Linked DNA regions of Mus musculus: regions 2, 3 and 4 are each linked to region 1. A link is a contact called in public Hi-C and promoter capture Hi-C data. All regions are on one chromosome and are shown on one strand. The core of a region is the stretch at or near the end of the contact, and the rest is flanking DNA. Distances in the headings are between cores, read along the strand shown. Region 1 holds the start of Rfxap (regulatory factor X-associated protein). Region 2 holds the start of Eif2a (eukaryotic translation initiation factor 2A). Region 3 holds the start of Noct (nocturnin). Region 4 holds the start of Tsc22d2 (TSC22 domain family, member 2).

Region 1 (5,502 bases), core at 2,088-4,587:
GACTCAAGGCGTTCTAGATCAAAGTCCAGGTCCAGGTCTGAATCTAGGTCTAGATCCAGAAGAAGTTCTAGAAGGCATTATACAAGGTCACGATCACGATCTCGCTCGCATAGACGATCCCGGAGCAGGTCTTACAGCCGAGATTATCGCAGGCGCCACAGCCACAGCCATTCTCCCATGTCTACTCGAAGGCGTCATGTTGGGAACCGGGCAAATCCTGACCCCAACTGTTGTCTTGGCGTGTTTGGGTTGAGCTTATACACCACAGAAAGAGACCTAAGAGAAGTGTTCTCTAAATATGGCCCCATTGCTGATGTGTCTATTGTATATGACCAGCAATCTAGACGTTCAAGAGGATTTGCCTTTGTATATTTTGAAAATGTAGATGATGCCAAGGAAGCTAAAGAACGTGCCAATGGAATGGAGCTTGATGGGCGTCGAATTAGAGTCGATTTCTCTATAACAAAAAGGCCCCATACCCCAACACCAGGAATTTATATGGGGAGAGCCATTTATGGCAGTTCTCGCCGCCGAGACTATTATGACAGAGGATACGATCGGGGGTATGATGGCGGGGGCTATTACAGCAGATCACACAGAGGAGGAGGTGGTGGAGGAGGTGGATGGAGAGCAGCTCAAGACAGGGATCAGATTTACAGAAGACGGTCATCTTCTCCTTACTACAGTCGTGGAGGATACAGGTCACGTTCTCGATCACGATCCTACTCACCTTGTCGCTACTAAAGCATGAAGTTGAAGACTTTCTGAAACCTGCCATAGAGCTGGGATATTGTTTGTGGACAATATTTTCTATTGTCTCCTGTTTAAAAAGTGAACAGTGCCTAGTGAAGTTAGGTGACTTTTACACCTTTTATGATGACTACTTTTGGTGGAGTTGAAATGCTGTTTTCATTCTGCATTTGTGTAGTTCGGTGCTTTGTTCAAAGTTAAGTGTTTTCAGAAAAGTATGTTTTGCATGTATTTTTTTACAGTCCAAATTTTGACTGCTGAGAAGTTTCTATTGTAAAAAACTTCATTTAAAAGGTTTTTCTACTGAATCCAGGGTATTCTGAAGATCGAAGCCTGTGTGTAAAATGCTACCAGATGGCAAAAAGCAACAATAAACAAGTTTGATTTAAAAAAAAAAAGTTAAATGGCATAAATCCAGAATTACCCTGCAATCAAAGATAAATGTAAGTGGTACAAAAAATGAAGCCTTTTTGTAACAATACTAGGATAAAGGTAATCTTATAAACTAGGTGCGTGATAGATAAAACAGAGTTGTGTAAAAATCTGTGACAGTAAGATGGAGAGGTGGCTTCCTTGCTCAAGAGTTTACCTTGCAAGCATTATAACATACATTTTATTCCCAAGACCTCACTAAGAAAGAGACAGAGAGAAACATGGAGGGAGGGAGAGAGGGAGGGAGGGAGGGAGGGAGGGAGGGAGGGAGGGAGGGAGAGAGAGAGAGAGAGAGAGAGAGAGAGAGAGAGAGAGAGAGAGAGAACTGGAGAGAAAGCTTAATGGGTAACATGCTGCCTTCCAAGAATGAGGACCACAATTTCATCCCAGCACCCATTCGGAAGCCCACCATGGTCATACATGTCTGCAACCCTAGGAATGGGGCAGGTTCTACTGCTGGATTTACAGAGTTTGTCAAACTAACCAATCAGTGAGCTCTAAGATTAGTGCATGTGGTTGTTTCACTGTGCTTGGCCCAGGGAATGGCACTACTGGGAGGTGTGGCTATGTGGGAGAAGGTGTGGCCTTGTTGGAGGAAGTGCATCACTTTGGGGTTGGGTTTTGAGACTCTTCTAGCTGCCTGGGAGTCTTCTGTGTGCCCTAGAACAAGATGTAGAACTCTCCGCTTCTCCAGCACCATGGACACTGCCATGCTTCCCACCGTGTCGAAGATGGGAGAGAATGTTTGCAAGCTACATTTGATGAGTAGTTAACATCAGAATGTCTGCTGGTGAGATGGCTCAGTGGGTAAGAGCACCCGACGGCTCTTCCAAAGGTACCACATAGTGGCTCACAACCATCCGTAAGGAGATCTGACTCCCTCTTCTGGAGTGTCTGAGGACAGCTACAGTGTACTTGCATATAATAAATAAATAAACAAACAAATAAAGAATTCAAACAAAGGCTGGGCGTGGTGGCGCACGCCTTTAATCCCAGCACTGGGAAGGCAGAGGCAGGTGGATTTCTGAGTGGATTTCTGAGTTCGAGGCCAGCCTGGTCTACAGAGTGAGTTCCAGCACAGCCAGGGCTATACAGAGAAACCCTGTCTGTCTCAAAAAAACAAAAACAAACAAAAAAGAAAGAAAAGAATTCAAACAAACGTAATAAAAATAAGTAATAACAATAATAATAACCTAATAATCCTATTGAAATGGGCGATGTAGTTGGTTCACAAAGGAAAGCATGCAAAGACCAACAGGTGTATGTAATATACATCCCTAATCCTGAAGAACAGTGTTATCTATCTCATCCCAGATGAAACGGTTATTATCAGAGATAAGATATCTATCGAGCACTGGCGGGGGTTGGGGGAATACGGGAAAAGGGACCTCTCCTACACTGCTAGTGTGAACGCCAACCCGAGCACCCACTATGGAAGACAGAGAGCAGCTTGTGGGGAAAATAAAAACAGAACTGTCACATGAGTCAACAATCTCATTACTGGGAATGTCAGAAAAGGCAGGAGCGTCCGCACTGGGTAGAAACCCTAAGGCGAACCAGAGCTTGTGAGCAAGCTTTCCTCCATGTCCCCATGGGACTTGACTGGGATGCATTAGCCAAATAAACCGTTTCCTCCTCGAGTTGTTTCAAACTCCTCTTCAGGCCTCTCGGGAACCTAATCTATCCAGAGACGTTCCAGGAGAGACGCGTTTTGAACCCGTCAGGGAGGATGGGTCCAGGCAGAAAGTGTCTCCTGGCCGTCCTCCAGTCTCCATTCTCCAGTCTTTCCAACTGGTGAGCGCCAGGCGAGCGGAGGACAGCTGCGCATGCGCAATCGGGACTTCTGTCAGCCGCTCCGCCCCGCCTGGAAGGAGACAGGGTTTCTCTGTGTAGCCCTGGCTGTCCTGGAACTCACTTTGTAGACCAGGCTGGCCTCGAACTCAGAAATTTGCCTGCCTCTGCCTCCCGAGTGCTGGGATTAAAGGCATGCGCCACCACGACCGGCTGTCAGCCGGGTTCTTGGTCAGCCTGCACCTAGGAATCGCTTGCGGATGGCCGCCGCGCAGGCGCAGTCGGTTCTGTCTCGCACCTGCTCAACCCCGCCCCTCTCGCCGTTCCCAAGCAGAGGCTCGCGGACCGCTACGGCGCACGCGCAGTGCAGTGCTGGCGGTTCGGCTCCGGGACGTGCGGCGGGCTGCCGCTTGTCGAGTACGGTTGTGTTTCTCAAGAGCTGACGGGCCGCGGTGGCGGACCCGGGCTCGGGCGGCAGCACGGAGGCGCAGGCTGTGCCCGAGGGCTCGGGGCCGAGCACCGCCAGTCCCCGGACGGCCCCTCCGGTGACGGTGCTGGTGATGCGGCAGGACGAGGCCGAGGCGGACGGCGCTCTGAGGCCGGGCCTGGCGGGGAGTGAGGCGGCGGCAGACGCCGAGGACGAGGCGGGGGACGACGACGCCGACCTGCTGGACACATCGGACCCGGCGGGCGGCGGCGAGAGTGCGGCCAGCCCGGAGGAGCTGGAGGACGAGGACGCGGAGGGTGGCGGCGCAGCGCGCAGGCGAGGCTCCAAGACCTGCACGTACGAGGGCTGCCGCGAGACCACCAGCCAGGTGGCCAAGCAGCGCAAGCCCTGGATGTGCAAGAAGCACCGCAACAAGATGTACAAGGACAAGTACAAGAAGAAGAAGAGCGACCAGGCACTGGGCTCTGGCGGCCCGTCCGCGGCCAGCACAGGCAACGTCAAACTGGAGGTATGCTTGCTCCTCGGGGCCCCGGGGCCAGGGCAGATGGGTGCCAACCTACTTGGTACACACTCAGGGTCTCCCCAAGGGCTCATCCTCTGCTCCAGCTGACATGGGCACTTTGGAGGTGATCTACACCTCTCCTTAGTAAACCCTTCCCAGTGTCTACCCCGAGGCATCCGGCACATTGACACACCCTGTTGGTTTTCTGTAACTTTGGTGACTTTGTTTTTTTTTCTTAGACTCCCTGGCCCCTGAGAAAAGTTGGATTGACAGTGGGGTAGTAACTTACAGCACACATGGGCGTTGCTCGGTTGCTTGATTCAAGTCAAGCTTGGAAGAGAGACGCCAGTGCCCTGCAATTGGGCTTCTGCTGCTAGCTGTCTGTATTTAGGTCCATTATTCATCTCCCTTAAGTCTCGGCTCCCTCGTCTTTTGCCCTTAAGATAATGCCCAATTAGTGTTTCTTCGGATTTATTTTGGTTAGGTGAAAATTATAAGTGGTGTGCATTTCAGCTCAGACCCAGCAAAGTCCACCTAAGTATTAGAGCTGTTTAAAAAACAAAACAAAACCCGTAAAAAGTAGAAAGACTCCTTACCACAGAAGTTCCTTTTGAAGGGGAACTTCTAACATTTGTGGAAGTTTGGCCTAGATGACTCAAAATTATTGCTACTATAAACGTCTGATTTTTGTGGTATTAGCATTATCCTACCTACACAGTGCAAGGCCTGGAGTTGTGAAGACATAAGGTTCTCTACAGTCAAGTCAGCTATAGCATTCCATGTACTGTGTATGTAAAGGAAGCGGTCCTATAAATAGGGTAACTGGGGAGAGTTAGAAGAAGAAAAAAATCTTCGCTTTTGTGATACTAGAATCCTCTTTTAGAGTTTTTAATATTTTGAGACCTAAAACATGTATGTATGGAAACCTTCTTATAACAAAAGTTTGCTAAGCATCTCACGATAAAGGTGCGACGCGGATGTTTTAATAGACAACTCGGAAGCCAGTAGATAAAAGGCCAAAGCTTTCCCAGAGGCAGAGTGTTTCACTTAACTTCAGCAGCATTCTTTTATGTGAGGAGAAGTTCAGTGTTTAGATTCATTCATATATGGGATTAAGCATTACTAATTTGAAATGGGATTCAGTGTCTCGGGGACAGGTTGCTGTTGCAGAATTTGCCTGTTGGCTCTGTAGTGGTGGCCTCTTAGCTGTGATTTCTAGCCCCTTCCACCCAGTTTACTCTGAAAGCTGTTTGCTTCTGTAACCAGTATTTTACTGCCTCTCTCTTCTTGTGGGTGTGAATCAGGTATGAATCCAGTATCTCATTAGCAGTAGATTGCCTCTGAGTTAATTTATTTTGTCCAAAAGCAGGCAGACTGTTTGGACTAAAGATTGCTCCGTGTGAGATTTCGGTGTCACTTGTCATTCTCTTGCAACAGTGAAAACAGGCCACAGGTATTTAAACTTCCCCTCTGCCCAAATAGCTTCAGTTTGAGACCTTGCAAGAGACTGCAGATCCTAGATTGGGAAGCCTGCAGGGAGGAGGGTGCCTGCAGGGAGGAGGGCATTTACTTAGAAATG
Region 2 (5,613 bases), core at 1,121-3,620, 3.7 Mb before region 1:
CAACACTAAAGCTTTTTAGAACAAGTGTTTAAAAACTCAAGTTTCACATGTTTTGGTCTTTTCTCATTTCCGACTTAGAGTTATAACAATAAACAATTATTCACAGATCTATAGATCTAGTAAGTATACATTAAGTAAGATTTAAGGATTTAGGAATTTAAAAACTTAAAACAAAGAATGTTTAAAAGAGTAAACAGTATATTTTATTGGTAGAAAATAGACCATGGAATACCTGGGTATAATCCTAACCCTGCAAATATGTAATGTAAATTTGGCCAAGTAATCTTTGGGCATCTAAGAATATGATACTATGAGAGAGTGTCAGAACAAAGGCTCTAATCTAGAATCCTGTGAAAAAAATTGTTACTTTGTTAATTTGATTATATACAATCTATTCTTCATGAGTTAATTCTCCTATGTTTAGTGTCTACTATTTAGTAGGTTCTGCATTAGGTACTGAAAAGGCAAGGATGAATAAGACTTTACCCCAAACATCATAATTTAGCAGTCTAGCAGGGAAGGAAAATAGTTGAACAAATAGAGCATTTCCTTTGTGATACATAAAAAAAAGAGTGAAAAATAGCTCAGAAAGCGACCGTGCCCGTGCAGAAAGTGTGGTAAATTGCTTGGAAGTAGCTTGCCAAGTCAACAGAAAGAAGAGGATAATTCTGAAGAAGAACTTAAAGGGCTTTAACAACTCAGTACTGATGGAACACAAAATAAGCCGCGATGCCAATGCAGTAAGGTTAGTGCCACTAAGATTATAGTGATCCGTATGCTGGGCTGAACAGGATGGACTTCACACTGTCTCAAAAGGGCAGAACTTCAATCCCTTTTTAATGTACTAATTTTTAGGTCGAATTCAAATATTCATTTAGTAGTAAAGCTTTTAAGTAACAGAGAAGCAATTTATTGAATTACATAATTATGCCATTTAAATAGTGTCAGGGGGCTGGAGGATGGCTCAGCATTAAGAGTACTTGCTTCTCTTAAGAAGAAATAAATAGAGTTCTCAGCACTCATCTAAGGTGAGGCTCACAACTCTAACTCCAGCCCCAGGGAAGCCCACACCCTCTTCTGGGCCTCTTAAGGCCTGTACTCCTGTGCACACGCTCAGATACAGACGCATAAATAAATAAATAAATAATCTAAACAAAAGAAAACAATCTCAACTATCTGGCAGTGTTTAGAAGATTGCAACTAGCACCTCATAACTATCTGGCGAATAAATTATGATAGTCTATCTGAACAGGATAAGCATGGCTCTTAAAAATGTATATTCCTAGACTGGCAGAAGTATAAAAGCTTTGCCGTGTCTCAGGAGGACATAACTTCCAATTCTCAAAAATAAGACATTCGTCCTAATGATGCTATCTTTCTTCTTACATTGTTATCAACGATTTTTTTCTTTCCCACTTCTTTTCTACTTGAATCTTTTGTTTATTCAAACTTACATACCCAAGCCATAACATAGTATAGCACCTTTCCCAGTGTTGTCCAAGTTTGTTGTTGTTGTTTAAGCACCACAATATGTGTCAGCTTTAAATTCCTAGCGTCTTCTCATGTTCTACTTCTTAAATACTGTCTCACAGCTGTTTCAATCGAAAACATTAGACTATCATTATCCTGCTCACTGTCGCCACCTTAAGCCACATCTTCAGCATGAAACCTAACCTACACTAGCAATGTCTTGCTCCCTATCAACTCCCACAAACCTCATAACAATAAGGGAGCATATAATTTTTAATAATACTTAAGTTCAGATGAATTCGGTGTGAAGAGTCTTGTTTCTTCTATTAAGAAGGGTCCAAGCAACACCCGGCATTGCAGACCACAGGTCACACATCAAACTAATACTTTCTGTTACCTGTCTATTCCTATGGAAGATGAAGAACGATGGATGGATAACTGGGAGGAGGGACTACTGGGGACGGAGACTTCACTTCCCATTGGGATGCTATTACCAAATAAACTAAAAGACAGTTTGGTCCTTCCAGGAGGAAAGGCAAGACGGACTTCCAAGGCTTGCTAAGGAATTCTCCAGCGCGAAGACACAGAAAGAAATCACCGTAAAGGAAGAGTCTCTCGCTCTTTTGGAACTCACCTGTCAACAGCGGTGTGGACGGCGCCATCTTGTCCCGGAAAGAGAAACCCACGCGCTGGGGTGAGAGTTCAAGAAAGGCCGAACCCGGCCTCTACACGTCTCCCCAAGCGCAAAGTCTGCGAGTCGGTGTTTCCGGCGCCGCCAGCCTCGGGGCCAATCCACGTCTGGTTCCCGAGCGCGCACGCGCAGCTCTGGCTCCTCGTTTTCCGGAGCGGGGAAGAGCCTGGCTGCGGTGGCGGCCGGCGCTCGCCCTCCCTCTCCGGAGCGGGCGGAGTCCACACTTCCGCGGGGCGGGGTCTGCCCAGTGCTGACGTTGGCAGCCGAACCCGAACTAGTTCGAGGTTGCCGGTTGCACTGTCCGGTGGTTGGACTCTTGCCTCTCGGCCCTGCGGCCCGCTCTCCCCGGCACGCCGCCCCAAAGGCTGCTCAGACCGCCGCGATCGGCGGCTGCCGGTGTTCCAGCGCTCCGCGTCCCGGCCCAGTGGCTGTAGACGGCGTAGGCACCGCGATCAGAGCCGAGCCTCCCTCCCGGTGGCCCGGGACCGGCGAGCGAGCGAGTCCGAGAGGTTCTTGGGGCAGGTGGCGCTGCGAAAATGGTCGCCAAGCAGAGGATCCGTATGGCCAACGAGAAGCACAGCAAGAACATAACTCAGCGCGGCAACGTCGCTAAGACCTCGGTAAGGGAAAGTGGGCACCCCGCTCCATGTCGTGGCCGGGAGCCGAGGCCCGCGCCCCGCGCCCGGCCGGGGCCGCGGCGAGTTCTCCCCAGACCCGCCTGACTCCGGACTCCCGCTGCGGTGGAATCTGGGGTGGGGGGAGAGATCTGTGAGTCGGCCGGCCGGCCACCTGGCCTGGGGTGCAGGCCTTGGGAGCCCGGGATCCGAGAGTGCTTTCTCTGCATTTGAAACCGGGTTTTTTCTTTTTGCAGAGAAATGCCCCCGAAGAAAAGGCGTCGGTAGGACCCTGGTTATTGGCCCTCTTCATTTTTGTTGTCTGTGGCTCTGGTAAGTGTTTGGGGGGCTCTCGCGGTTTGGAATGACGTGGATGAGTGGCGAGTCCTACCTACCCGCGTGGTTCTCAACCCACCTGCTAAGAGAATTGTTTCTAGTGAACTGGATAACTTGTACCACAGAGGGTGGTGCCCCAGAAATTTCTCTTACCTTGATTTATGCTCATTGAAGATCAAAAAGAGAGAGAGAGAGAAATTAGATCTTCCTAATGATCCCTTAGAAGAAATTAAGCACCAAATATCTCTGATTTGCATTGTAACTTTATTATCGATAGTGTTGCAAAAAACTTAGCGAACATCGTGAACATCTGGATACTAGAACAGGACTGAACGATACCAGTACCTAAGGTCTCTATGTCAAAAACTAAGTATATAAAGTAAGGGTAGTACAAAGAATTGATTTTCTGTAGAGGAAACATACCTGCTGGGATATTTAATGTATGAGACAAGTGTTTTCAGGTAAGATTAGTTATTAAGACAGCCTGGTTTTAAGATGATAGACTCTTGCCCCTGCGGATGGATGTATTACAGACTGTCCTCCTGCTCTGCCTGCTGCTTTAATAGACAAGCTGCTGTTATTGAGACAGATGCTTTTATTTGCCGCATTCTACAGTTCCTGAGATTTTCATTTAACATTTCACTTTGCCTTTTTTCTAAACTTAACAACCGGAAGCTTTCTTGATATGTGGCCAAGAGCCAACCAGTTTATGTAACACAAAAAGATTATTGAATTTCAGCTGTGTGAGAATGAAGAAATGTGCATGTGTTAGGAAACCAGGCCTTTAAGGATATGTTGGAAATAAATTAATAGTAGGAAAAACGTGTTTGTTTTGGTGCTTTCAAGTTATTGCTAAAATAATTTCACATCTGGAATATCTCTTGTACATCTTATAGGTAAAAGTCAAGGAGCTGCAATTAAGGAAATAATTTGAGTTCGATGTGAAGCTCAGCTGCAGCGTATTTACCTATCATGCATCAGGCCCTCCCCGGGTCCCATCCCCAGTACCACGAGATAATAATCACTTCAAGGCATTGAATTGTTTAATTATGATAAACCTGCTTCACTTTTTTATTAGCGTAAAGTTAGATTAGCATTTGTAACTGACTGTACGATCACGCTGGAGTCTGCAGCTGCTGTAAATAGATGACTTTTAGTTGAGAGGCCTGTTTTCTTCAACTTGTTTTAATATTTGCTCTTTCTCTTCACAGCAATTTTCCAGATTATTCAAAGTATCAGGATGGGCATGTGAAGTGACTGACCTTGAGATCTTTCCATTCTCCTGTGAATTTTAACTTGAACTCATTCCTGATGTTCGATGCCCTAGTTAAAAACCATTGAGTAAATCGGCCTGCCTCAGAATGACTTTTCATATCCGCCTTCATGTGTCATTCCAAGGTGTCTTCAAGAGTCATTCCAGGTTTGCTAGTCCATGCCACAGTGCCTTGCAAAAGCACCACATGAATAAAGCAATAAAATTTGATTATTAAGTTCCAGTAGTAGACCATACTTATTCAGTACAGAATGAGTTTTATATGGTTATTAAAACATGACTAATTAGATTAAATCTGTGTAGACAGGGTATAGATTTTGTTAACCCTAATGTGTAAATGCAATTAGCTTAAATTTTGGAATCTTATGGTTTTCTATAGCTATGCCCTTTTTACTCTTGAATTGGAAAGCACACTCCATTATAGGGACATGTAACTGTCCTATAATAAGGTGCTTTTAAATGGTCACCTACACGGCTTAGTTTTACCACAATCATTGTCACCTAAAACTTTTTAAAAGCTTCTAGGGCATATTGTAAGTAAAGATGCTTACAGCTGCATCTGTTTCTAATGATAATGTTTCTGTTACACAGCCTTGAATTTTGCATGAGTAAGTATAGTCACCTAGGGTCCCATTCGAGCCTGGATTGAACATTTTCTAACTTAATCAAAGTGATTGCAGTTCCACTAAAAGCTATCATGGTGAAATGAAATTAGAGATGGTTTGCTGATGTCATACTGATCAGAATTATCAAAGGGTTTACTGTGTAGATACGGAGAAAGACAAGAACTAAATGCCTTGTCGAAACATGTGGAGTCCCGTGTGCCATATGATATCTTAGCATGTTAATTGCACTTTTAATACCAAAAAGGCACATCAACTAAAGTTTTGATTGAAATGCCCTTAGGGTTCTAGGTCTATCGATCTAAATGAGCATTTGGAATGAAATGAATTTACTGATGAGGATCAGTCTAGTCTTCCTTTGTATGACTTCGTAGGTTGTGATTGATCATTTTCTTTTTACTAATAGTAAGGGTGAGAGTAATGAGGCAGGTTTGACATTTTCTGGTACTATTGAAAACTACAATTAGTCCTATTTATGCACTTAGCCAGAACTTGGTGCAGACACCAAGCAATATCTGTTTATGAATGGAGAGAAGCCTGCTTATGTTTGCTTTGTTATTTGCCTCAGGAGATCTCTTTTGAAATACGCTGTTTTCAAAGGAACAG
Region 3 (5,946 bases), core at 1,509-4,008, 3.6 Mb after region 1:
ACAAACGAACAACCAAATCTAAAAATCCCGAGAGTTTGTTGTATGTGTGTAGGCACACGTGGATGCCTGGCAACACCTTGAAGGACTTAATTTCTCTCCTTCCATCATGTGGACTGAACTTAGGTCTTCTGCATCTTCACCATTTGCACCATCTCCTTAGCCCCAAATCTCACTTCCTAATGGGAAGTAAGCTCTTTGAATAACCTAAAGCTTAGACTCATCAATTTAATATATTACAGACTCTTCTACAGTGAGTGACACGGCATAAGAATGAGCAACGAATCAATGACTGTATCTTTCCCCCAAAGCTGCAAGAAACAGGAAACCTGCCTACACCCTGTGCTGTCTAAGATAGTTTAAGTACCACAAAAAAGCCTGCAATTTCTTTCTTTGCTGCTAGGGCCTATTGTAAAACCCACAGTCTACCACTTCCCTACCCTACCTCCTTCCATCTATAGGTTTTTACCCATAAATCCAAGGGGTTTCAATTAACTTTTAAAGAAATGCATTAGACATCGGTCAGAAGCCTCACACTGCCAACTCTTTGACTCCATTACCACAGCTGTCCTTGCTCTGAACTACATAACCCACCTGTGCACACAGATGTGCCTAATGACAAATCCGGCTTCTGAAGGAGTTGGAGGGGGCTGGTACCAGCCAACCTTTCCACCACCAAACCTAACAATGTTCCTCCTTGAGACGAGCAACAGGAAAATGGTGTTACTGGGATGCTATCCATCCCAACAGTTATTCCACAACCCACCAAGGTTCTATAGACCCTGAGGTGGGGGCACGACCCTGGACTTTCAAAAGTCTTGCCTTCCTTCCTACCTTTTTGAGACAGCTGTCTCTGTATAGCCCTGGCTGTCCTGGAACTCACTCTGTAGACCAGGCTGGCCTCGAACTCAGAAATCTGCCTGCCTCTGCCTCCCAAGTGCTGGGATTAAAGACGTGGGCCACCACTGCCCTGCGATAACTCGTTAAAGAAAGCCTCATGAAACTTGGCGCCACGTGCTAGCCTTTAATCCCAGCATCCGGTAGGCTGAGGCGGGTGGATCTCTATAAATTCGAACCCAGCCTGGTCTACATAGACAAGGTCTAGGACAGCCATGGCCATGTCTTGGGGGGAAAAAAAGGCAACAAAAGACAACCACAGGGAACCTATACGTTCTAATGTACACTCTGTCCTTAAATTCAACCAATACTCTCTCAAAATGTACTCTAGTAAAATAAGGATGGTTACTGCATCCGAATGTTAGACGGCAATAACCTAATTTGAGGTAACAACCAAATTACACTTTCTAGAAAAGTACTATGGAATAATTGCTGGTTCTGAAGGAGCGCCTACATTAAGTAATTGCTAGATTTGAGGGAGAAACTACTCATTTAAAAGCCATACTTGATTTATATGTAGTTTGTGACCGTCGCAATCTGCTTTTAGGCAGAAAGGAGACACTTAAAAAACACAAGATGATGTACAGAACTGACTTCATGAAAGGTTGATTTACCAGGGATTTAAGACGAAGTGGAAGACTCCCCCCCTTCCAAAACATAAATAAATTAATGAGCGTAACGAGTTAACATGTGCTATTACTACCAGGGCTTTGAGAAGATTCAGAGCCTGTAGGCCCTGCAAACCCAAGATCATGCCATTTTTAGATATTTTTTCCCCTTCATGAGGATGTCCACAAGCCGTCTGCAACCAAAGCGTTACCGCCCTGCATCGGGGGGTGGGGGTGAGGGGTAAAGCAAAACGTTAGCGACTGGGGTCACTGTGGCCACCGGGGATTCAGGGGGATCAGACACGAACGCGGAAAGCGAGGCCCCCTGAGCGGCGTTCCCTCCCTCCCGACGCGACGCCGGGGTGAACGCAGGGGACCAGCCCGCGGCGCCCATTCATTCCGCGCTCCCGCTCACCTGTTCGGGGACGCGACCTCGCGGCGCCCGAGGCCGCCGCCGCCTGCAGTTGCGGGGACTTGGGCCGAGATCCGAGCACCGGCGGGGCGAGCGTTCGGCGCGGGCCGGGCACGAGTGTGCGGCGCAGGCCGGGGGCGTCCCTGAGCAGCAGGGCCGAGCAGAGCCGCCGCGGGCTCTGATACATGCCGGGCGCCGCCGCGCTGACGAGCCGGGCCGAGCTGGGCGGGCGACGGTGGGGTGGGGGTGGCGCGGGACCGCTGCGCTGCGGGGTGTTCCTTCCTCCTCGTCCCTCGGCGCCGACCGGGCGAGCTGTGCCGGGAGGCAGACGCGGCGGCGGCAGCAGCGGCGGCTCACTGAGGCGAGGGAGCTAGCGCCGGGGAGCAACCGGCGAGCGGCGGCGGAGCGGGCGCTACCACGCGGTGGCTGCAGAGGGGGGGATCCGCGCGCACGACCAGGGCGCAGTCAGACCCGGACAGCTCCGGCCGAGAATGGACCGTCTGGATCAGTGACAGCGACTGTAGATCTCCCACGGGGCGGAGGCTGGGGGCTGGCTGACACCGCGGGGATTCGTTAGAGAGGCGTTCCGGGAGCCTCTGTCCCCTCCCGCCGGCTGCAATGGGAGCGTCCACAGGCTGGGAATCCCGGGTTGGTGCCAGCGCTGAGTGTGTGCGAGCGCGTGTCTGGGAGAACGTCCTCCCCGAGCTGTGGGCTCCACGCTCCGCGGTGCTGAAGGAGATTAGGCACCAGGACGCGCTGGCTACTTGTGTGGCGGCTGCGACAAGCATCCGCCCCTCAGGCACGAGAGGCGGAAACGGACTGCAGGGCGTTGAGCGTCAGTCCTGCCAGAAGGTCTGGTGGAATTGGCCTTGGAGCTAGCTGGGCCCTGATTGGAGGGCTGGAAGTCACACCTGGGAGACAGCACTGTAGTTATGGAAAATGAAGGCTAAGGGAATTGGGGAGGGGGGGGGGAAACAAAACAAAACAACCCCCCCCAACCCAAAACAACTGCTTGGGATGGGCCAGACGTAATTTGGACTGTTACCGAATTTAAAGCATTATCCATCCAATAAACCACTGAAAAAGCCAAATTGAAAGTGGAAAGCAGGTGCGGCGGTGAGGGCGACCGCCTTTAATCTCAGCACTGGGGCAGGGGCCCGGATCTTCAACATGGTCTGGAGAGATCCGGCCGGCCAGAGCTACACAGTGAAGCTCTGTCTCAAAATAAAAACAAAGAAACAGAAAAACACCAAACAAACAAAACCCTCAAAACAACAACAAGAATACAAACGAACAAAACTGAAAAAAGGAGATGTACTTAATATGCCCACATGGGGTAGAAGGACGAAGAGTTAACCTCTCTCTGGGATCCCAAAATGAGATTAAAGTTCAAATAGAAGGCCAGGGGTATGCACATCTCAGCAGTCCGGGTCAAAGCGATCTGACTAGATAGAACTGTGTGAATTCCCGCTTCCTGAAAGAATTCCCCCTCAAGCAAAGGCCTTTTCCTTTTCCCAGCAGGAGTTTCCTGAAGGAAATTCCCATTTCTTGGGGGGTCCATTGTTTCAATAGTCTGAGAGTCAGATGCACACACCCACATTCTCTTGAGAAAACCCTTATTTTTGTCAGCTCTGTTGCAGGGATGCTAGGATATGGTCAGAGCTGTGTTTTAATCGGATGCCATATGTTCCAGGAAAATGCTGGAGATGTTGCTCAGTGGTGGAGCACTTACACAGCACTTGAGAGGCCCAAGACTCACATTCTCACCTAAGGGGGTATGGAGAGGGAAGGGGTGGGGGGAGGCGGAGAGGGAAGCAGGAGAGAATGAGTTGAAGAAATACCTCAGGTAGGTTGTGTAAGGAGTGACTAACCCTAACCGGGAATGGAAAAGAAACTTTGAATGAGTATCGTCACCAAGGATTCAAAATGCTTTCCAGACCTGGCCTAAAACATCTAACACCCACAGGATACGGATGAATCAGCTGACAAGCCGATGACAGCATCGGGGCCAGGAACTCCTTAGCTGGTCATTATTAGCGTCTGAGGCTCAGTTTTCTTATCTGTACAGCAATCAATCGCCCATGAGTCATTAGGCAAGGCAAAGGGTCATAAGAAGGTAGCAAGTGCTTTGCAGATAGAACAAAATACAGCAGTTGGTTTACAGTTTAGGTAATGGATCTATGGATGCTGACTCCCTCCCTCCCCCAACCCCCACCACACACCACATTTTCTCCCCCCCCTTCCCTTTCTTACTCCTGTAAGCAGTTTGTCAGTAGCCAAGAAAGCACAGCAGAGGGAGCAGAGAGGGTCAACCAGAACTTGTAATGAATGAGACAGCCTTAAGGAAATTAGATACTCCATGAGCGAATTAATTAACAAGTTTAAAAGTAGTTTGAGGGCTGGAGAGATGGCTCAGTGGTTAAGAGCACCGACTGCTCTTCCGAAGGTCCTGAGTTCAAATCCCAGCAACCACATGGTGGCTCACAACCATCCGTAATGAGATCTGATGCCCTTTACTGGTGTGTCTGAAGACAGCTACAGTGTACTTAGATATAATAATAAATAAATCTTTAAAAAAAGTAGCTTGAGTGGAAGTTTCCTGGGTAGATAAAGCTGTTCCCCACCCAAGCCATAGGCTATTAGAGCGCCCAGTGCCAGCTATGGGCTACTGTACATATAGTAGCTCCTGAAGCCATTAAAACACTACAGGCAATTGCCACTGCTATTGGCTGCCTACCAGAAATAAATGATAAGACCCTGAAGTGTCGACATATGTGTTAGTCACAGAACATGGAGGGATCCAGCTGGAACCGGACTGGAAGGTTCCTCCCAGTTAGCGCACACAAGGTATTCTATAGGCTGCTGGAGCAGGGGCGAGTGGGGGTGGGGTGGGGAGTGGGGAGCTTTGTCACCAACAGCCTTTGCTGTGGACCCTATGTGCAACATCAACTGACCAGACAACAACCTCTTGGTACAACGTGTCAGGACTGTTACAGGGGTAGCCAACCGTTTTCTGATTGGCATCGAGGCCTGCCCGATAGGAGGGAATTCATTTCTGCTATTGTGAACCTGTTCCAAAGCCTGAAGTAGAGTCCAGTAGGTAAGCTACTTCCATTGTTTTGATAAGTGGACATGATGTGCCTTTCTAATTACCTTCTAAATAGCAATGTTCCTGCCCGTTACTGCTGCCGTCAGCTTTGCTGAGAGGAGGTTCTTTTTGCAGTAGTCAGCGGGTGACTGCAGAGACTCATAACTAATCAAAAGTACAGAGGTTAAGTGACTCTTGAGTGCCCAGTCATAAACAGGACAGCTGTCGCATGTCCTCCAACATTCAGGGGACATTAGCAGATGGATAGAGAGCAAAGAGTAGCCAGGCGTGGTGGCACACGCCTTTGATCCCGGCACTTTGGAGGCATAGAAATCTGCGAGTTTGAGGCCACCTGGCTTACAGAGCAAGCTCCAGGACAGCCAGGGCTACACAGAGAAACCCTGTCTCAAAAAAGGGGGAGGCAGGGGGGGGGTGAGGGGAGAGGGCATGTGGAACTCTCCTTGAATGACATAGTTGTTCGACTTTGGCAACTCACAGATTATTTGCAGAAGATAGGGCCAGTCAACACTCAAGGGGCTTTGGAGGTCCTAGTCCTCATTTAGGACAGAGAGGCAGTTAGGTGTTGATGGGGGTAGGGAGTGACATTTTCTTCAGAATCCTGGCGAGGCACTCACCTGTGCTCTGGCAACAAAGCAACTGTTGCTACTGTAAACAACCCTACTGAGGCTCAGTGGAACCCACAAAGGCACACAAACACGGCAGGAGAAGGAGCAGTTATTAGGAGGCAAGAGACAACAGAGAAAGAGTGGATATGATGGGATACATCATGTACATATATGAAAATATTACCATGTCATGAAGAAGCCATTGTATCAGCAACCTCGAGAGTGAAGAGACTAAGCTGAGCGGCAACTGTGTACTGATGTGTCGGTCCCGTGGTTGTCGTTGTTCATAGTCACATATTGGGAAGGATGCTCTGAAGT
Region 4 (5,701 bases), core at 439-2,938, 3.6 Mb before region 1:
AGCTGTGACACAGCAGTCAAGGAGCTGTCAGTTCCCGAGTCCAGCCCGTGCGCCCCCTGCATGGAGGCCACCACCACCACCACCGACCCTCCGGTGGCTCCCAGGCCGCTGTCCCGCTCCGCAGTCTGCTCCAAAGTATTGCTGTGTCTAATGCAATCCCCGGACCTGGTGAGGACGCTGCTATCCGAATCCCGCTCGTAGTATTCCATACACGTCCATCGGCCGCGCCGGTACGGCTCCCCGCTCCCGTGGTCTAGTTTGATCACGCGGAAACGCGAACTACAAGTGGCAGGGGGCTGAGATGGAGTTGCACTACTCGGCCCAGGAGTGGACACCGAAGCGGCGGCCGCCGCCAGGGTCTGGGCGAGTGCCCCCGCCACGCTCCGGGCCGACACGCCACCGCCGCCTCCGTTGGCGGGCGCAGCTGAAGCGGCTGCCAGCTGCCCATCCAGGATGAGGTTCGGGGACACGGTCCCGGGAGTTTCCGCATCCCCGACATTGTTGAGCGTCTCTTCCGAGGAGCTACGCTCGCACACCTCCTCCGGGCCGTAATCCGTGGCCCGGGAAACGTCGAAGATCTCGGAGGACACGTCCTCCGTGCGCGACTCGTCCGGGTCGTCCAGGCTCTCGGTGTCCTCGGTGATGCTGGTGGCCACCTGAGCCGTGGTGACACTGGTGATCTGGAAGCAGCTCTTCTTCTTGGCCGGCATCTTGGACATGGTGGAAGAGGCTGGAGGGCAGAGGCTCCTCTGGGACCCCACCGGAAACCGAGAAGGGCCGAGCACGGGCCCCCAAAGACAAAGTCCGAGTTCGCGCCTGGGTCTACGGCCCACGCCGCCAAGTCACGGGCTGCTCTGGGCGCCGGCGTCTCGGCGCGACATCCTCCTCCTCCCTCCTCACCTCCCGCGGCAGGGGTGCCTCAATTCAACTCCTCAGCGACGGCCCGAGCGTGGTCCAGGGGCGGGCCGGCTGCTCCAACAGCTCAGCCTCCGCGGTCAGTCCAGCCCGGCGCTCGGCGCGGTCAGCAGGCCCGGCTGGGGGTGGAGCGCAGGGCGCAGGAGGCGGCGGCGGCGGCGTGAGGGGCGGTTCTGCCCCGCTCGGGCTCTCCTGGCCGGGTCCCGCGGCTGCTCCCGCGCGGCGACGCGGAGGAAGAAGGCGGAGCGGCGAGGCCGGGACCGGCGCTTCCTGACGGACGGGGCTGGAGGTCCGCGGCGGGAGGCAGCCCTCCGTCCCGGGCTCTAGCCCGAGCGCAGTCCGGGGGCCATGCCGGCGGTGGCGGCGGAAGCCCGCTCGGGGGCGGGGAAGGCCGGCAGTCTGGCCTCCCTCAGGGAGCCACCCGCGGCGGCGGCGGGCCCGGCCTCCTCGCGGCTCTGAGGCGCGTGAGGGGCGGCGGCGGCGGCTGAAGGAACGGCAAGCGAGCGGAGGTGCTCGGCGGCGTGAGGGGAACCGGTGGCGGCGCCTTCCGCTTCTCCGCGGCGCGGCCGGCTCGGAGACTCCGGAGGGAAAAAACAAAACAAAACAAAACAGAAATTCAAACTGCTGAAGCAGCGGCTGCAGCTCCCTCCACTCGGCCAAGATGGGGCTGAAATGGCCGCGCCAGGGATGCTGGGAGGAGCAGCAGCCCCGCAGCCGCTGCCGCCGCAGACTAAAATGCCGCCGCTGCCGCAGCCACCGCCAGCGCCGCAGCCGCCGCCGTTCCGTGACGCGCCGGCGTCGTGACGTCACCGCCCCGCCCCCTCCGGTTTCCTGCGGCTTCGCGTGGAGGCTTGAGGGGGGTTCGTGGGCGGGGCCAAGGGGGTAGAGAAAAGGGAGCGGGTTCTTTTATTTAAAAAATTTTTAAATTTAAATTTCCACACTGCAGGTTCACTAGGAGAGGAAAAGCCAGAAGACGGTTTTAATTTGTAAGCCTGGGGCATCGCATGGTTTAGGGCCGGCGTGTGGCGATCCTGGATGACTGGAGGTCATGTGCTCGGTCTAATGTTTAGCATAGTCTTAGAGGAACCTGGGCGATAGGGGAAAAAAGTAGGGCGATCCAGCTGCCGAAGAGGTGCATAGCTGGAGAAAGCGAACCGGGTTAAAAGTCCTGAAAATATATGTTAACTAGGATAGTGGGAGAAGTGAGATTTAAGAGAAACGAGGGTGACTAACACAGAACATCAAGCCAGACTGAGTTAGAAAGATGATCTTTCAGACAGAAATTCTGTCTATAAAAAGCGGCGGCGACAGGGATGGTTACTTGCCCAAAGTAAAGTCGGTTTCGAAAAAGATTAGGAGTTAATAACATATTCCAAATTTTCACTTGTTGTGGTTCAAGGCTGGAAGAGTTCATTTAAACTTTCGAGACGTTGAACATGAAATCTGCTTATAGGTTCCAACGTTGAAAAGCCTACAGTGTTAAATAAGTGTAGCTCTTTTGATTGTTCTAAGGCTCCTGTTAGAGCCATGTTGTTCTTTGGTTTGCTTTGGATCATGCACAGTAAGAGAATACCTTTTTCTTCCACTACTAAGTCAGACAGCAGCTCTGAAAGTGCCACTGAATTTTTCCATCTTGTAGCTACTTCCCAATCAAAATCGAGTCTTGTTGTTATGAGACCTCTTGTAGCCCAGGCTACTTACTTAAACCAAAGTGGCCTTGAACTTGTAGTGAGCTTCCTGCCTCTGCCTCCCAAGTGCTGGCAAGTGTCTCCACATTGGGAGAGTGAGGATGTTATTTTAAACACCGACCACTCTTGAACTCTTGACACATGAAAACAACTCTAAGTTAGCTAAAATCTGAGAAGTTTTGCTGGAAATTAAGATGTCAGATTTGTTGCAGCTTTTAGAGATCATATCAGGCTGACTCGTTTAAAGTAGTTTACTCAGTTCTCTAATCTTTAAAGAACTCTTTGATCCAAAAACGGATTGAAAATTAAAATTTACACAACACTTTCTAGGTATTTAGCTGTAATGTATGGAGATAGATATTTTAAACTCAATAGAAACTGTCCTTCAAACCCAAGTGACAGAGGTCAGTATATAAACCAATACCTCACAGTAACATCCCTGCTTCTTGAGGGGGGCAGAAGAAAAAAGAAAATAAGTGTTACATGCTGGTGTTATTGTGGCCGAGATAGCTGAGGGAATGCTTCATTTCTAAATCTATAATTTCAGTAATTTCTCAAGACAGTACGTAGAAATAATTGGCTTGTTAATCCAATGTGAATTTATAAGAGATTATTTTAATGCTGATGTTAAAATTAATTATCAGTGGGTATTGTTGACCATAGGAGTTTCAGAAAAATAAAAACCACATGCTTGATCGTGACATTACATTATCTTATTAAATTTCCTTTTCTGATTATTAGGGTGGTATTCTTCAGCCACACGTTAAAGGGGGAAGAGTAATCTGTAAGTGTTCATTCTTTTTGGTTTTTTTTTTTTTTTTTTTGTTTTTTCGGGACAGGGTTTCTCTGTATAGCCCTGGCTGTCCTGGAACTCACTTTGTAGACCAGGCAGGCCTCGAACTCAGAGATCCACCTGCCTCTGCCTCCCAAGTGCTGGGATTAAAGGCGTGCGCCACCACGCCCGGCTGTAAGTGTTCATTCTAACAACAGGTGGAATCTACCATGACATGAAAGTAAACATAAAACTAATTTGAAGAAATGGGAACAACATTTCTGCTACAAAGGGAGTAGAAAATGTTAACAAGACATTTTAGGATTATAAAGTTTGAATATTTAGATGTTTCGTGAAATGTGTGTATGTGTTTAACTGTTTTCTTGAAAATAGCATTTTCCAAACATTTAAAGATCCTACTTTTGTATATTTTCCCTTTAAAAAAAATGTAGAACTCGTGAAGTTGAGACAGATGGATCACTTGAGCCCGGGAAGTTCAGGCCAGTCACCTCTCCACCTCATTGATACCCTGTTTCTTAATAAGCAAGCAAACCCTAGGTAAAAAAAAAAAAAAAAAAAAAAAAAAAAAAAAAAAAAAGGAAAAGAAAAATGAAGAGAATTTTATACTTTAGACTGTTGGGGAGAAATGAAAAGAATTCTAGATATAGGAAGTTTGAAATCTATGTACAAAGGAAAAACGAAACTATTCCCAAACTACAAAATGTATATAATTTATATAGTTGTTCACGAGGAATCAGAAGTCTACAAATGCAGGCAGTGGTGGTGTACATCTTTAATCCCAGCACTTGGGAGGCAGAGGCAGGCAGATTTTTTAATTTGAGGCCAAGCCTGATCTACAGAGTGAGTTCCAGACTGCCAGGGCTGTCTCAAAAACCAACCAACCAACCAACCAACCAAAACAAAACAAAACAAGTCTACAAATAACAACAAAAATGACAGTAAATAATAAATAAATAAATAAAATCAATAAAAAATAAATCAATAAACAGACTGTAGACTATTCATGTAAGTATCTTTGCTAATGTGTAGAGTTGTTAATAAGTAACCTGACAGCCCTCTTTGGGATTGGAGAGGTCCCTGGAGAGCCAGACTTAAAGGCTTTAATGCAGTTATCCTGGCTCCATGCCTGTACCCACAAACCATGCAGTGGAGGCTGTGGGAGCCCTTGATTACTGCTCTCTTAGCCCCCACCTTGACCATTTGACTTACATCTGGTACTTCCCCAAAGACTTCAGTTTGCAGCAGGATATGGGAAGTATATTTAGAAAGAACCAGGATGGGGGAAAAAAAAACAACCCTAGGAACTAAGGCCCCATTTCACTGATGAAAAAAAAAACTGCTAGAATGTAAGCTTTTCATTACTTATAAACAGTGTACTTCTGCTAGGCCATTGTCTTACAGATCAGTGCACTGTTGGATCACTTCATAGTCATCAGATGGTAGACTGTGAGCCACAGGTTCTCAAGAAAGCCTGACATCGCCTGACATCTCCATCTCCCAGTGAATAATGGCACGTGAAAGACTCAGAAGAAATATATAATGTTTTCAGTAGAAATTAAGCAAGCAACTATCTACATTAAGGAAAATAACTTTCGTAGTGATACCAAACCCAGTGGTATTTGCTGTCCATTGGACAGCCTATATTCCAGCCACCAAGTTGATTCTGGGATTTAGAAAGAGTTCATGCTTGTTTTCTATGTTTCTAATCACCAAATTATCTGAAAAGACACAAAATGAAGGAGTGTTTTTCAGCTTGTAAAAGGAATCAATAAAAACACAGTCGTGTAAGTAAGCAAGCACTGTCTGGATTTTTACTAAGGTTTTCCTGGCCCTCCATTTCTGAGGCAGTATCACATTAAGTGACACTATTGTATAATATTATTCAAAAAGGAAGAAAAGAAATACAGTGTAGAGGGATTAAGCTAACAGAAGTCCCTGACTAGTTTACTAATAGAAAACTCAGTCTTAAAGTGTACCAATCTTGAGAATAGATGATTAAAATCTTCACAGTTAAGAAAGTTACTATTAGACATGCCAAGGATTTGATGCACTGTGAAACAATAAAGACCCTTTTTGTCATGGTGAAAATCTCCTTGAGTCTCAAATATCTTTGAAGTTAAGGTGTAATGTAGGCAGTTTGCATTTTGAAATAATGAATGTGGTATCCTAGTGGTCGAATGCCTTATCTCATTATTGAATTTACAGTGTAATCTTGGTGAACTAAAATGATGTCCCTGTGGCTCTACTGTCTACCTTAAACGCTCCAGTATAGCACTGCAAGGAGAAAGCGGTTAATGACTGTATG

Evidence for each region. Promoter capture Hi-C pulls out the DNA fragments that hold promoters and counts their contacts. Hi-C and Micro-C count contacts between places; a contact is called where the count stands out from the background.
Region 2: a contact with region 1 is called in a Hi-C map of CD8 T cells, with 5 times the contacts expected there. The contact joins the promoter of Eif2a here to the promoter of Rfxap in region 1. A contact is called at or near these places in 1 of 39 promoter capture datasets (pre-B cells) and 1 of 484 Hi-C or Micro-C datasets (CD8 T cells).
Region 3: a contact with region 1 is called in a promoter capture Hi-C map of pre-B cells. The contact joins the promoter of Noct here to the promoter of Rfxap in region 1. A contact is called at or near these places in 1 of 39 promoter capture datasets (pre-B cells) and 1 of 484 Hi-C or Micro-C datasets (CD4 T cells).
Region 4: a Hi-C map of CD4 T cells shows a contact between it and region 1, with 4 times the contacts expected there. The contact joins the promoter of Tsc22d2 here to the promoter of Rfxap in region 1.

What each region holds. Positions count from the first base shown.
Region 1 is chr3:54,805,626-54,811,127 of GRCm38.p6, reverse strand. It overlaps Rfxap (regulatory factor X-associated protein), which reads left to right and starts at 3,337. Exons shown (of 3, transcript NM_133231.2): 1 at 3,337-3,929. The coding sequence starts at 3,453. It also overlaps the pseudogene Gm10254.
Region 2 is chr3:58,522,578-58,528,190 of GRCm38.p6, reverse strand. Eif2a (eukaryotic translation initiation factor 2A) reads right to left here and starts at 2,370. Exons shown (of 14, transcript NM_001005509.2): 1 at 2,105-2,370. The coding sequence starts at 2,132. Serp1 (stress-associated endoplasmic reticulum protein 1) reads left to right here and starts at 2,307. Exons shown (of 3, transcript NM_030685.3): 1 at 2,307-2,781; 2 at 3,033-3,108; 3 at 4,323-5,613. The coding sequence starts at 2,698. The coding sequence ends at 4,363.
Region 3 is chr3:51,221,259-51,227,204 of GRCm38.p6, reverse strand. Noct (nocturnin) reads right to left here and starts at 2,758. Exons shown (of 3, transcript NM_009834.2): 1 at 1,918-2,758. The coding sequence starts at 2,101.
Region 4 is chr3:58,410,707-58,416,407 of GRCm38.p6, reverse strand. Tsc22d2 (TSC22 domain family, member 2) reads right to left here and starts at 1,688. Exons shown (of 4, transcript NM_001081229.2): 1 at 1-1,688. The coding sequence starts at 719.